4 separate regions of the Mus musculus genome follow, and regions 1, 3 and 4 are each linked to region 2. Evidence: chromatin contacts called from public HiChIP or PLAC-seq and Micro-C data. All regions are on one chromosome and are shown on one strand. Each heading gives the region's core, a stretch centred on a gene start, on an enhancer-like site or on the middle of the called end of the contact. The rest is flanking DNA. Distances are from core to core; before and after follow the strand shown. Region 1 overlaps Cnih3 (cornichon family AMPA receptor auxiliary protein 3). Region 2 has its middle 13 kb from the start of Gm32767. Region 3 overlaps Cnih3 (cornichon family AMPA receptor auxiliary protein 3). Region 4 has its middle 20 kb from the start of Cnih3.

Evidence for each region. A called contact is a pair of places that touch in the nucleus more often than the background predicts. HiChIP or PLAC-seq counts read pairs in DNA pulled down with a chosen protein or histone mark.
Region 1: a contact with region 2 is called in a Micro-C map of the HL-1 cell line, with 2.7 times the contacts expected there. The contact joins two enhancer-like sites. A contact is called at or near these places in 2 of 15 datasets of contacts at CTCF or cohesin (the NIH/3T3 cell line and pro-B cells), 67 of 484 Hi-C or Micro-C datasets (the AtT-20 cell line, B cells, the Ba/F3 cell line and 46 more), 3 of 115 datasets of contacts at active chromatin or transcription factors (bone marrow-derived dendritic cells, embryonic basal ganglia and kidney) and 1 of 9 other capture datasets (adipose tissue).
Region 3: a FOXA1 HiChIP or PLAC-seq map of pancreatic cancer cells shows a contact between it and region 2. The contact joins two enhancer-like sites. A contact is called at or near these places in 2 of 15 datasets of contacts at CTCF or cohesin (CD8 T cells and stem cell-derived epiblast-like cells), 93 of 484 Hi-C or Micro-C datasets (the AML12 cell line, the AtT-20 cell line, B cells and 58 more) and 8 of 115 datasets of contacts at active chromatin or transcription factors (astrocytes, bone marrow-derived dendritic cells, differentiating embryonic stem cells and 4 more).
Region 4: a contact with region 2 is called in a FOXA1 HiChIP or PLAC-seq map of pancreatic cancer cells. The contact joins two enhancer-like sites. A contact is called at or near these places in 8 of 39 promoter capture datasets (the 3T3-L1 cell line, 3T3-L1-derived adipocytes, the HPC-7 cell line and 4 more), 1 of 15 datasets of contacts at CTCF or cohesin (the NIH/3T3 cell line), 8 of 484 Hi-C or Micro-C datasets (the G1E-ER4 cell line, the HL-1 cell line, bone marrow-derived dendritic cells and 4 more) and 4 of 115 datasets of contacts at active chromatin or transcription factors (embryonic basal ganglia, embryonic forebrain, embryonic stem cells and 1 more).

The regions. Positions count from the first base shown.
Region 1 is chr1:181,375,163-181,377,866 of GRCm38.p6, reverse strand. All of the region lies in intron 1 of Cnih3 (cornichon family AMPA receptor auxiliary protein 3), which reads right to left. Among named protein-coding and RNA genes, the nearest start is that of Cnih3, 24 kb to the right of the region's middle. Within about 2 kb of position 1,321, at least 15 of the 459 cell types and tissues checked have an H3K27ac peak or open chromatin away from gene starts, as enhancers often do. A contact at or near this core is called in the HL-1 cell line, where this site is marked.
Region 2 is chr1:181,551,656-181,554,355 of GRCm38.p6, reverse strand. No RefSeq gene overlaps it. Among named protein-coding and RNA genes, the nearest start is that of Gm32767, 13 kb to the right of the region's middle. Within about 2 kb of position 1,410, at least 113 of the 459 cell types and tissues checked have an H3K27ac peak or open chromatin away from gene starts, as enhancers often do. A contact at or near this core is called in the C2C12 cell line, the G1E-ER4 cell line, the HL-1 cell line and 10 more, where this site is marked.
Region 3 is chr1:181,394,110-181,396,809 of GRCm38.p6, reverse strand. All of the region lies in intron 1 of Cnih3 (cornichon family AMPA receptor auxiliary protein 3), which reads right to left. Among named protein-coding and RNA genes, the nearest start is that of Cnih3, 43 kb to the right of the region's middle. Within about 2 kb of position 1,404, at least 91 of the 459 cell types and tissues checked have an H3K27ac peak or open chromatin away from gene starts, as enhancers often do. A contact at or near this core is called in the C2C12 cell line, the HL-1 cell line, bone marrow-derived macrophages and 9 more, where this site is marked.
Region 4 is chr1:181,331,368-181,334,320 of GRCm38.p6, reverse strand. No RefSeq gene overlaps it. Among named protein-coding and RNA genes, the nearest start is that of Cnih3, 20 kb to the left of the region's middle. Within about 2 kb of position 1,555, at least 41 of the 459 cell types and tissues checked have an H3K27ac peak or open chromatin away from gene starts, as enhancers often do. A contact at or near this core is called in the G1E-ER4 cell line, the HL-1 cell line and pancreatic cancer cells, where this site is marked.

The DNA.
Region 1 (2,704 bases), core at 72-2,571, 180 kb after region 2:
GAGGGAGGAGGAAGAGTGAGCTGTGTCTCTCTGGAGAAAGGCTACTCAACATGGTTCCTGGGCTGTGCCCGAGCTGTGTGAACAGAGTCCCTGCCTGTGGGATTCGTGTGCTCAGCAGTATCACGACACTGGTAATGACAGCGATGGTTGGTCCTAGCTTCCTTCAGAGCCTGGGCAGGACCAGGTAGGAAGGAAGGTGCAGGAAGACCTGATTCTCCACCAGAAGTGCTCTATGAACATTCCCAGAACCTTGTACTACAGTGCAGAGGACAGGGGAGCAGAGATTTCTGGGCCAGCAGAAAGTCCAGAGGGCCCAGTCAGGAGGATGGTGAAGGGCTCCCCGCTCTGTCAGGCACAGGCAGGTCTAGTTGCTACTGCAGGGAAATAACGAGTGAGCCCAGAGGTGTACATTTCACCAGACTCCTATGCTGGGCTCCTGCAGTGGGACCAGACCTATTGCCATCTAACAGGTGCAGTGTCTGGGAGGCTCAACCCAGGCACCTTCCCCTTTCTTCTCTGTAACAACCCCTACCTCTCCTCCACACACTGCCTGGAAGACCACCCACAGCATCTTCACATGCCAGTTACACAGAAGCAAGCCTTGGCGTCCTAAAGCTTCAGTGTTTGTGAAGCAAATAGAGTATATATAATGTTTAAAAGAAAGAAAGAAAGAAAGAAAGAAAGAAAGAAAGAAAGAAAGAAAGAAAGAAAGAAAGAAAGAAAGGGAAAGGAAAGGAAAGGAAAGGAAAGGAAAGGAAAGAAAAGAAAAGAAAAGAAAAGAAAAGAAAAGAAAAGAAAAGAAAAGAAAAGAAAAGAACCTCATCTTTGCTGAATGTCAGTTCTTCCCCTGATGAAGTGTAAGCGCCGTCATCCTTGCTCCTGATCAAGTGCTCCTTCCCCCTCACCTTCAGAACTAATGCTTAGGAAAGAATTACTAGCTGCATCCAGCCAGTGGGGACAGCTCCTGATCCATATCATCCAACCACTCAGCGGCAGAGATACACACAGTGCAGTCTTGGCAGATGGTGGCGAAGTTCCCCCTGCACCACCCAGCATCTTGTGCCTGAGTCCAGCCCTGATTCCTGCCACCGGGTCTCAAGATAGTGGGGTGCCCGAGAGCCAGCGAAGGGGTGTTCACTTCCATGGTTCTTCCTCCCTGCCCACTCTGGGCACAGCACTAATGAGCAGAGAATAGCTAGAGAAGCAAGTGGGGGTGCTGAGGGGTAAATAAATTATTCAGTGATCACGGGATCCGGAGAGACACAAAGAGTCTAGGAAGCTCTGAGTCACCCTGGAAAGCATGTGGCTTCTCCTGACACCAACATCCTTTGCAAAGAAGGGGCTTTTCTAAGCAGCCCTCCTTAAGCCAGAGCGCTGAAGCGCTGTCTTCTAGAAGAGGAAAGCAAGGTCTAGGCAAGTGCAGGAAGCCGGGCAGGGAGCACACAACAAGCCTAGGGCGCCCTTACACACTTACACACTGAAGTGCAGCAAGAGAGAAGGGAAGGTCCCAAGACAGCTACCGGATGTTGCTGTGGATGGAAGATAGGGGATCCCACACAGGCCTGCATCCCATCATCATCATGAAGAAGGCTTGAGTGTAGCCAATGGGGTAGCAGCTCCTAAGTTCCCAAGAAACAGCATTGAAAGCTAGCAGCCTTCCTGGAGCCCTTGGGTCCCTGCCTTCCTGCTGGGGAAGGGATAGGAGGAGCTACACAGGAGTCTCCATTCACCATTCACCATTCACTGTCAGCCAGGGAGTCCATTTCCCAGGCAACACAGGAGGGTTCCCTGCCTATGGAGGGAGGTACACAGCACCTTAGGTAAACCCCAAGTCAAACAGAAATCCTGGGTGTATGTGGCAGAATCATCTGGAACTTCCCAGAAGAGGGAAAGTGGAAGCGGGGACTCTTTGGGAGGGCTAGGTGTGAGAGCCGGCTGAGAGGAAGAGGAGTGACATGATGTGGGGTCTTAGAAGGTGAATGACAGAACACCCCTCATTGAGACATGATACCAGATTGATGGGCAGCACCACTGCTTCCAGAGGCTTCCTAGGTGGCACCTGTCCAGTGGAGCCCTGAACCCACGGAAGCCTCTGGAAGACAAGGCCAGGGGTGGGAAAGGAGGGACAGCAAGCCGCTACCCCTGCAACCTCTTCCTTACAGGGCAGGAAAATGAGACCCAGGAAGATGCCGAAGACAGGAAGAGACAAAAAAGATAAACCAGGGGCCACAGCCTGAGCCTAAGCCTGCCTGTCCTCCAGGCCTGAGAATCTCTGACCACTCTTAACTCTCCACCAGAATCCTGTGCCCACACTCCAAAGTGTCTCAGGGGCCGTGTATCAATCACCTAGACAGATGGCTAAGAGCCCCAAAAGGCTGCTTTGACCCTCAGAAGTGTGGAGTCTAAACTGCAGGATAGCCTTGCCCACGCCTTCCCAGGGACATGCAGTGTTTCCGAATCTCACAACTCGAGCCTTTTGTCCCCTGTATTGTTAGATGGGGAGCAATCAAGGGGGTTTCTGTCCTGGAGACTATAAACAGGAAACACTACTGCTTAATTTCTACTTCTTCCTTACCCCATCTGAGAAGCAAATGTGGCTCTGCAGGCAAGAGTGGCAGATGCCACTGGCAAAGTGGGGATAGCTGGAGGGACACAGAGGGCAGATGCTGGAATGGCAGAGAGGAGGAAGGAGCCTGAGAGACTG
Region 2 (2,700 bases), core at 161-2,660:
TGAAAAAAGAAAGGTTGTGTATATCTTTTATCTGGGAACTAAATGGTCAAAGGTGGGGTAGAAACCCTTGATTAGGATTAAATATTTATATAACACACAGGAACCTTTTGCTCAAGTGCGACAAGCAATTCACTGGCCACAGAGCGTCAGGTGGCCATGCACAGCGTTATTCAACTTGTATTTCAGCAATAAACCTCTTACTGCAAACATTGCAGGGAGCCCACGCAGGGAGCCCCACACAGGGAGCCCACGCAGGGAGCCCCACACAGGGAGCCCACGCAGGGAGCCCCACACAGGGAGCCCACGCAGGGAGCCCACGCAGGGAGCCCACGCAGGGAGCCCACGCAGGGAGAGGGATTACTATATGGTATTGGCGGAAAACTCTAGAAACAAATCTAAATGTTCAGCAAGTGAAGTCCATAAAACAAAAAATACTATACTCATACAAGGAACCGCAATGAACTATGATCAATAGCTATAAAGGGAATGGGCCGCATCCACACTCAACTAACTTCTCAACTCGAAACCTGAAACTGTACTGTTGAGAGGAGAAATCAAGTTGATCGTATTGGTTACTGTAACATTTCAGTAACCTGCAAATGGGGAGAGGAGGACGGGAGAGGACGGAAAAAGAGAGAAGGAGGGAAACAGAGAGGGAGGAATTAAATCAATTTCTCGAGGCATTTTTGTTTTGTTTTGAGATCGTCTCCCTGTGTTGCCCATCCTGACCCATAGCTGTCTATCCTCTTGCCTTGGCTTTCTGAGTGCTAGGAACCATAACAGGCACACGCTACCATGCCTGGCTTGCGATGTCATTTAAAAGACACAATTCAGCCAACATGTAAAGTCCTCCACCCCCAATGCAGAAGTAAATGGATGCCTCTTTGGGACCCCAAAGTTCCTCAACGGGGAGCAGATATTAGAGATTTAGCCAAGAGAGATGATTGTGTTGAGTCACAGAAACCCCTGTCTGTAGCCGCACCCTCCTCTTCTTAGATATGACCGTCACATCCGTGGGTGTTCATCAGGGTGGTGAGTGGGTGTCGACCTTCTGAAGGCAGCTCTGAACTTTCCCAGTTCTCCAGCCAGCAGTGTAAGCTGCCATCTGTTCAGGGACACAGAGGCCCAGGTGCCAGGCATCCTCAAACCACACCCTCTGCTCTTCTTCTGGGTGGGGGTGGGGGTGTCTGAAAGCCCATTTTCTTCACGGGCTTTGAGAGCTCCTGTCCCCTGCAGCATATTACTAAATGCTCTCCGGGGAGCAAGGAGTGATAAACTTAGAAATCAGCCAGATCTCCCGCAGTGACTAAGGACTTAAAAGGAGGAAATGATTAAGGAATCACTGAGCTGTCTGAGGGACCAAGGAGTCCCTCCACCCTGAGTCACAGGGCATAAAAAGTTACATCATAGCCAGGGTTGACTTGCATAAGTGGGGATGCTGATGCCTGTCAGGGGACGGCTCTGCCAGGGGCAACACAGTAGTGGCACATGTGCCGAGGCTGCTCAACTGGACAGAGCTCTCCAAGTACCAGTGAGAAGCCTTGAAGTCACCCTCTTCCAGTGAACCTCTCTTTATGTCCTAAGAGTAAACATGACATGGCTGGCAAATGGACCGGGCAGCCCTGGGAAAAAAAGCAGCTGGTGTGGTTTTGCTGCCATCTGCCAAAGTCTGGAGTGCCCTCATTTGTCAGTCCAGTTCTCTGGCTGTCTCTGCCTTGCTGTCCTGGCAGCTAAGTAGGCTGTGACTCTCCCTCCCCCTCCTTACACAGCTCTTAGGCTCCTGCTGTCCTGCTCTTTCTGTTTCAGTCCCTTGGTTCTAGCAGTATCCTGCTGGGACTTGAATTCCCATGTCCTCTAAGCTGCACAGGGCTGGGACAGGGGGTTGGAGGTTTCTAATGTACAGATAAAGTTACTAAGGTTTCTGGCTTTAGGTGTCACCTAGAAGGCCTCCCTGATTACTTAACTCCTTTCTCCCATGGCAGTACAAGAACTGATCCCATAAAAGAACTTGTCAAAAACCAGGAGGAAAAGCAAGCTAGGCTCCCTCTGGTTCACCTCCAATAGCAGTGACTGCAGGATATCCTAAGCCTGACTCCCAGGCACTAAGGATGGAGGAAGTAATACCTACTTTAGAGAGGGGCAACAGCAAGTCAGGAAATAAAGTCAAGCTGCAGAGGCCACAGGACAATCCCTTGTCCTCCACTCCCCAAAGATGCCTCCCTAGTGAAGGTCCTTATTACCCTGCACAGCAAGTGGGACATCAGCCAGCAAGGACTTTACTAGCTCATTTTCTCTGTGCTAGCATAAGAAAGAGTGCAACTTGCTGGCTGAAATGGCAAAAGGGAAATAAAAACATGCAAGCAAAGAAGGAAGCAAAGAAGGAAGAGAGGAGGGAAGGAAGGAAGGAAGGAAGGAAGGAAGGAAGGAAGGAAGGAAGGAAGGAAGGAAGGAAGAAAGGAAGAGAGGGAACAAGGGAGGGAGGAAAGAAGGGAAGAAGGGAGGAAAGAAGGGGGGCAGGAAACACTTCATCTCAGATTCAAAAGTGCTTTTGACCCCTTGTGGCTCCAAGTCGCTCCATCATAGCAGCAACCACAGCCTTGGCTTTGCTGTGAAACTTTGCAGCCAGAAACTGGATCCACCCATCCTCTGGCCGTGGATAGACCCAGCTTTCTCACCAGCCTTGCAGGGAGAAAGTGAGAG
Region 3 (2,700 bases), core at 155-2,654, 160 kb after region 2:
CTTCCTCCTATAAGTCCCCAAACCTGTGCATGAAAGACACAGAACACACCATCTCACTTCCTCTCCATGTCTTGTTCCAATAGAAGCAATGCCTTCAGAAAAATCCCAAGCTTTGGGGTCCTGTTAGAGCAGGGAGTGCCAACATTTGGAAGGCAAGCAGGCTACGGAAGCGTTTTGATTGGCTGGGATACAGAGCGCCCAACCAATGAGTGCAGCTTGAGTACTACCTAAGTCTCTTCCCTTGCTGATTCTAAGCTGCTCAGGAAAATGTCTCATGTGCTCCTGGGAAGGATGGAGCACTGGTTCTAGACTCAGACAGTTGTTTTGGGGCTCTATGAAGTACCAAGCATTTATCCCAGTCCTTGCTCAGCCATCGAGGACCATGAAGCATAATCAAAAAGTAGCTATCACTCATAACGTTGTCACTGGATAGTCTGTGCTCTGTAATGCCCAGAGCCAGCCAGCAAAGGGTCAGATCTGGAGTCCAGCACTCACCCTCTTCCTTAGTTGTCTTCGGCCTTTGCTAATGAGATTCACTTTCCCTTATGAGACGGAATAAAGAACACTTCATAGTACACCCATCAATACCAACATGGGCCGTGACCCAGCAGGCTTGGCACCAGCCCTCTGTCATCTAAGGATACCCAAACAATGTGCCCAGGAGCTAATGAGACCAAGGAAAGCACTTTAAAGCCAACACAGAGATCTCAGTCATGTCCTGACTCCACCAGTCTCATCTAGTGGGGCCCTTTGGAGAAGCAGGGTCAGCAGATGCATCTCCCCGACAGCACACACAGGACAGCTTGTTACTGTCACAGGGCAGCGGCTGCTCTTATCTTGAGCAGGGATCCCTGTGCTATGGCCTGCCAACAAGATGGGACCAGGCCAATTCCATAGCAGAGTCTAAAGGGGCAGAGCCACTTAGACTAGGCAGAGTGGGCCAATGATTAGGGATAAAATGGAACCCACCCTTCTGTCTGCTGCTCCTGTATATCTGACCCCCGACCACCAATACACCACATTCAGTCCCATGATCCTCTGATCTCTTTATACTGCCATAATAATATACATCTTAAATGTCCCCAAAGGCCTATATGTTAAAGGCTTTGTCACCAGCCTGTGGTGCTATGTGGTAGAAGCTTGAGGAGGTGTGGCCTAGTGGGAGGAAGTTACATCATTAGGAGGTGTGGCCTCGTGGGAGGAAGTTACGTCATTAGGACATGGCCTTGAAGGGCATATTGGTGGGATTTCAGCCCTTCATATTCCATCATCCCCCCACCACCTGCCCTATCTCTCTTCTTTCTCTCTTTTCCTCTAGGCAAGCAGCTGTGCTCCAGCACAGCCTCCCCACAATGACCTCATCGCAGGTCCCAAAACAGGAGAGGAACTGACCGATAACTAAAACTTACAAACTGTGAGTCAGAAGTTCCCCTCCTTTAAGCCAATCACGCCAGACACTTGAGCACAGCTAAAGAAGGCTGACTCAGCCACAATCACTGTGGTCCCTCATCTACCATTCTCTCAGACACCTCCCATATGCCCCTCATGTTACAAGCAGAGCTACCCCTAGTCCCTGTATCTTCCATCTTTATAGGTACCTACCTACCCATCACTAGCTCCCTGACCTTGAATGTACCTTTTACCTCCCCAGACTGTGACCTTTTTGTTTATAAAATAAGAAGACTAATGTTCCTGCCTCAGCGGGCTGCAGGGAGTGTGGAGAAGAGGCCTAGCCCACAGTACAGAGTACAGAAATGAGAATTCTGCTAGATTTGAGCACGGACTCCCTCTGTGTCCACACTGAGGGGCAACTCCACAGGGAGCTCGGGCTCTGTGTGAGTCACAGGGACCCTGCTGGGATTCAATATCTGTCTCACTGATTTGTGTGACTGCAGGCAAGTTTTATTAACCTTTCCAAACCTCAGTTACCTCAAATAATAAAAAAAAAGAACAATAATACCTCCATCACTTCAAATATAAAGAAAGGACAATTATAGTTCCTATCTCAGAGCCACTGCAAGGAGCAAAAGAAATGATGGGGACTAGAGAGATGGCCAGCTCAGAAATGTGCTCGCCATACTGAAGGGCTTTCCATGTGAGCGTGAGGACCACTTAAAATGTGTCCATGTGTACCCGTGACCACTCACACATGCACACATATACACATGAAAACATACAGAGATGGCTGGAAGGGGAGGGAAAGAGGAGGAGAGGGAGAGAAAAGAAGAGGAGGAAGAGAAGAGGGGAGAGAGAGAAGAGGAGGAGAGGGAGGAAGAAGGAAAAAGGAAGGAAAGAAGAAGAAGAAAAAGGAGAAGAAGGAACATATATAAAGCAAAGAGACAAAGAGTCCCAGGGCCAGTGCTCAGTAGGTAATGATGCCACTTTCTTAACTGGTTGCTGTCCCTGAGATATTTTTCCCATACTCCTGACTATGAGTCTTCATCCCTGGTCTAAGGCAAAGTCATCAGCTTGACAATCTAAGTCTAGTGAAAGCTGTCACTATGGAGAAGACACAGGTAACAACTGGAAAGAAAGCAGGTAGGTGAGAGAGACTGCAGGGTTCATTCACCCTGTCACAGCTGGGGACTACGATCAGCAGACAAACCAGCAAGGGAGACCTCGGCTGCCCTGTCCCTGGACCGACATGGAGAACATAACCTGAACACAGAACACGCTGGCATCTTCAACCCCTGTCTGGGC
Region 4 (2,953 bases), core at 306-2,805, 220 kb after region 2:
TCTGCCCAAATAACTGCTCCCACCGCCAAGACAGCTACTTAACTTGTATATTATCATGCTATTAGAAGAAATGTTTGTGTGAATAAACGGAGCATATTCAAAAGACAAATCTTGGTTGGACATCGTAATTGCTGCGAATCTTATAGCCCAAAGGCAAGGTTCTCTGCAACATTCCTTGAGCAGTCCTTCATAAGACTGATGCAGAGCCAGGATACATGGCATTTCTGAGACGTCCATGGTCTTACACTGGGGAGTGTGGGGGGGGTATGGGGGGTATACCACACAGTCACTTATAATTATGTCATGTGGTGGTTTGAATAAAAATAGTTCCCAAAGGCTCATATATTCAAATGCTTGGTCCCCAGCTGTGGGTGGAACTGTTTGGGAAGAATTAGTAGAGTAGGTGTGGCCTTGTTAGAGGAAGTGTGTCACTGGGGGTGGACTTTGAGGCTTCAAAAGCTCAAGCCACTCTCAGTAACACAGACATGCTCGTGCACATACACACACACACCCACACACACCACCTTGTGGACCAGCTGTAATCTCTCAGATACTTCTCTAGCACCATGCCTGCCAGCCTGCTGCCACACACCGTGCCATGATGATCACAGACTCTAACACTCTGAATCTGTAAGCAAAGAGTCCAATTGAACACTTTGTTTTAAAACTTGTCTTGGTCGTGGTGCCTCTTCCCAGCAATAGAAAGGCAGCGAAAACATGCCACACACTAGGACTAATTCCAAAGAAACAAAGCACTTCACAAAGAAGAAAACTTTGTTTTCAATTTCTCAAAGACAAGTTAGAAATGCTGAGTCATGGGGGGTGAAATTAAAATATAGCAAGTGGTAGATGTGTCTGTTGATCAAATTCAAGTTTTTCGATCCTGAGGGCTGCATATGTAAATATTTCTAGCAGTCAGTCTTTGTTCTATGACAAAAAGAATCAGCATCCCAAAAAGGGAAGATTTTACATCAGCTCTTTTCTCTGCCTTTTAATGAAACATTGTGCTCTGACAGAAAGGATCTGTGGTGGAACCAGTTATTTTTTTTTTCTAGTTTCTAAACAAGATTTAAATGCACTTAAGAAGTACCTAGCTGGCTTAAATATGATCGAGCATAATAATATCTCTGAGTCTCCCATTACTCTAAAGATATTCAAGGACAAGTTAGAGCTGTGTTGTTTATGGGCATTGTCTATCTCCATCCAACAGAAACTTGAAGATTTTTTTCCTAATGTCTTTTCTCTGTATGTTATAACTCTTAAAGGGAATAACTGAATAGAAATACAGAGGAGAAATTATAATTGCTTTTATAGCATTACAAATAAAAGTAACACCAGCAATAATGATGTGCTGAAAATGTCTCTTTTTAAAAAACTATTATGAATTTCTCAAAGAACCATGTAGTGAGTGTAATTACTTCCTGGGGTGGAGTTATAAGTGAGGCAGACACAGCTGTGAACAAGTTGGACACCAACCAGCCTGTGCTAATCTGAGGGACACACTGGAGTAGAGCGTGGTCCCCCATTGACTCACTTCCTGTTTGTTCTTGCTTCACACAGTCTCTCTCTTGCTTTAACCCTTCTTATCCCAGCTTCCTTCCTTTGAAAGTGAGCTATTGCAATCCACCCCCATTTCACGGGGGTTTGCCACTGAATGCCATGGAATTAGCTGAAGAGCTTTTCCCAAGAATAGATCCCTTCAACTCCACACCAGCCCTCTTGAACAAGAATCTCTGGGGTCGAGTCCCAGCCAGGGTAGCTTTAAAATGCTCTGGTTAGGAATCACTGAACCAAACAACCCGGTCTCTAAGCTCATCCTCTGTCAAAGTATCACATTCCTGGCTGACTATATGGTTGACCCTCTCTAGTCCTCCAGTGGACTCTCCTGGTCACCCGCCAGCCTGGCTTGATGCATCCCCTCCCCTGGAACCTCTTCAAACACGTATTCCTCTCTGACATATGCTCAAAATTTTCTAAAATTCAAATCCTGCTTCATACCCTGCCTCCAGAAAGCCTTCTCTGACCAGTTGTGACTGTTCACTGCTAGAAATGTTTCCCAGCCTCTGAGTTACCATCTGGGATGGGATGGTGATTTGAATGAGAAATGTCCCCAGCTGTGGTGCTGTTTGGGAGTGTTCAGGTGGCACAGCCCTTCTGGAGGAAGTACTGTCAGTGGGAGCAGCCTCTGAGATGAAAAGCATCAGACACTTCCAGTCCACTCTCTCTACCTCATGCTTACCGTTGAGGATGTGAGCTCTCAGCCTCCTGAGGCCACACCCGATGGTTGGTAATCTTGCATCCATACCAAGCTTCCTCATCACAATGGACTCTTATCAGGAGGCATGAGCCAAAATAAACTCTTTGTTCCATAAGTTGCTTCTGTTCACCTTGTTTTATCCCAGCAACCATCGATATCAGTGGTTTGATATATGATACATATCAAGATAAATATATCAGGATATAAAGAATGCTTAGATGGACTCATGTGATTTGAGTAATTTCTTTGGAATGTAAGCTTTAAAGAAATATGTTTTAATGTTCTATAATCTGCTTATAGAGTCCATCAATGCTCCAGGTCATTGAGATATGTCATGAGATATGTCATGTGTGTTCTTAAGCTCTATCACCTTGAACACTTGTGAACCCCAGAAACACATCAGCTGAGGTCACACAGCCATGTGACATCAAGAGAAGGCAAACTAGAGATGCCTTAAAAACAAGTTGGTAGCTATATTAAGGAGGGAAAAGTGTGTATGTATATGTGTTTGTGTATGTATGTGTGTGTATGCGTGTGTATGTGTGTATGTGAGTGTATGTGCATGTATCTGTATGTGTGTATGTATATATGAATGTGTGTGTTTGTGTATATGTGTGTGCATGTGTGTGTATGCATGTGTATGTGTGTCTGTGTATATATGTATATGTGTGTATATGTGTATGTGTGTGTTGTTGT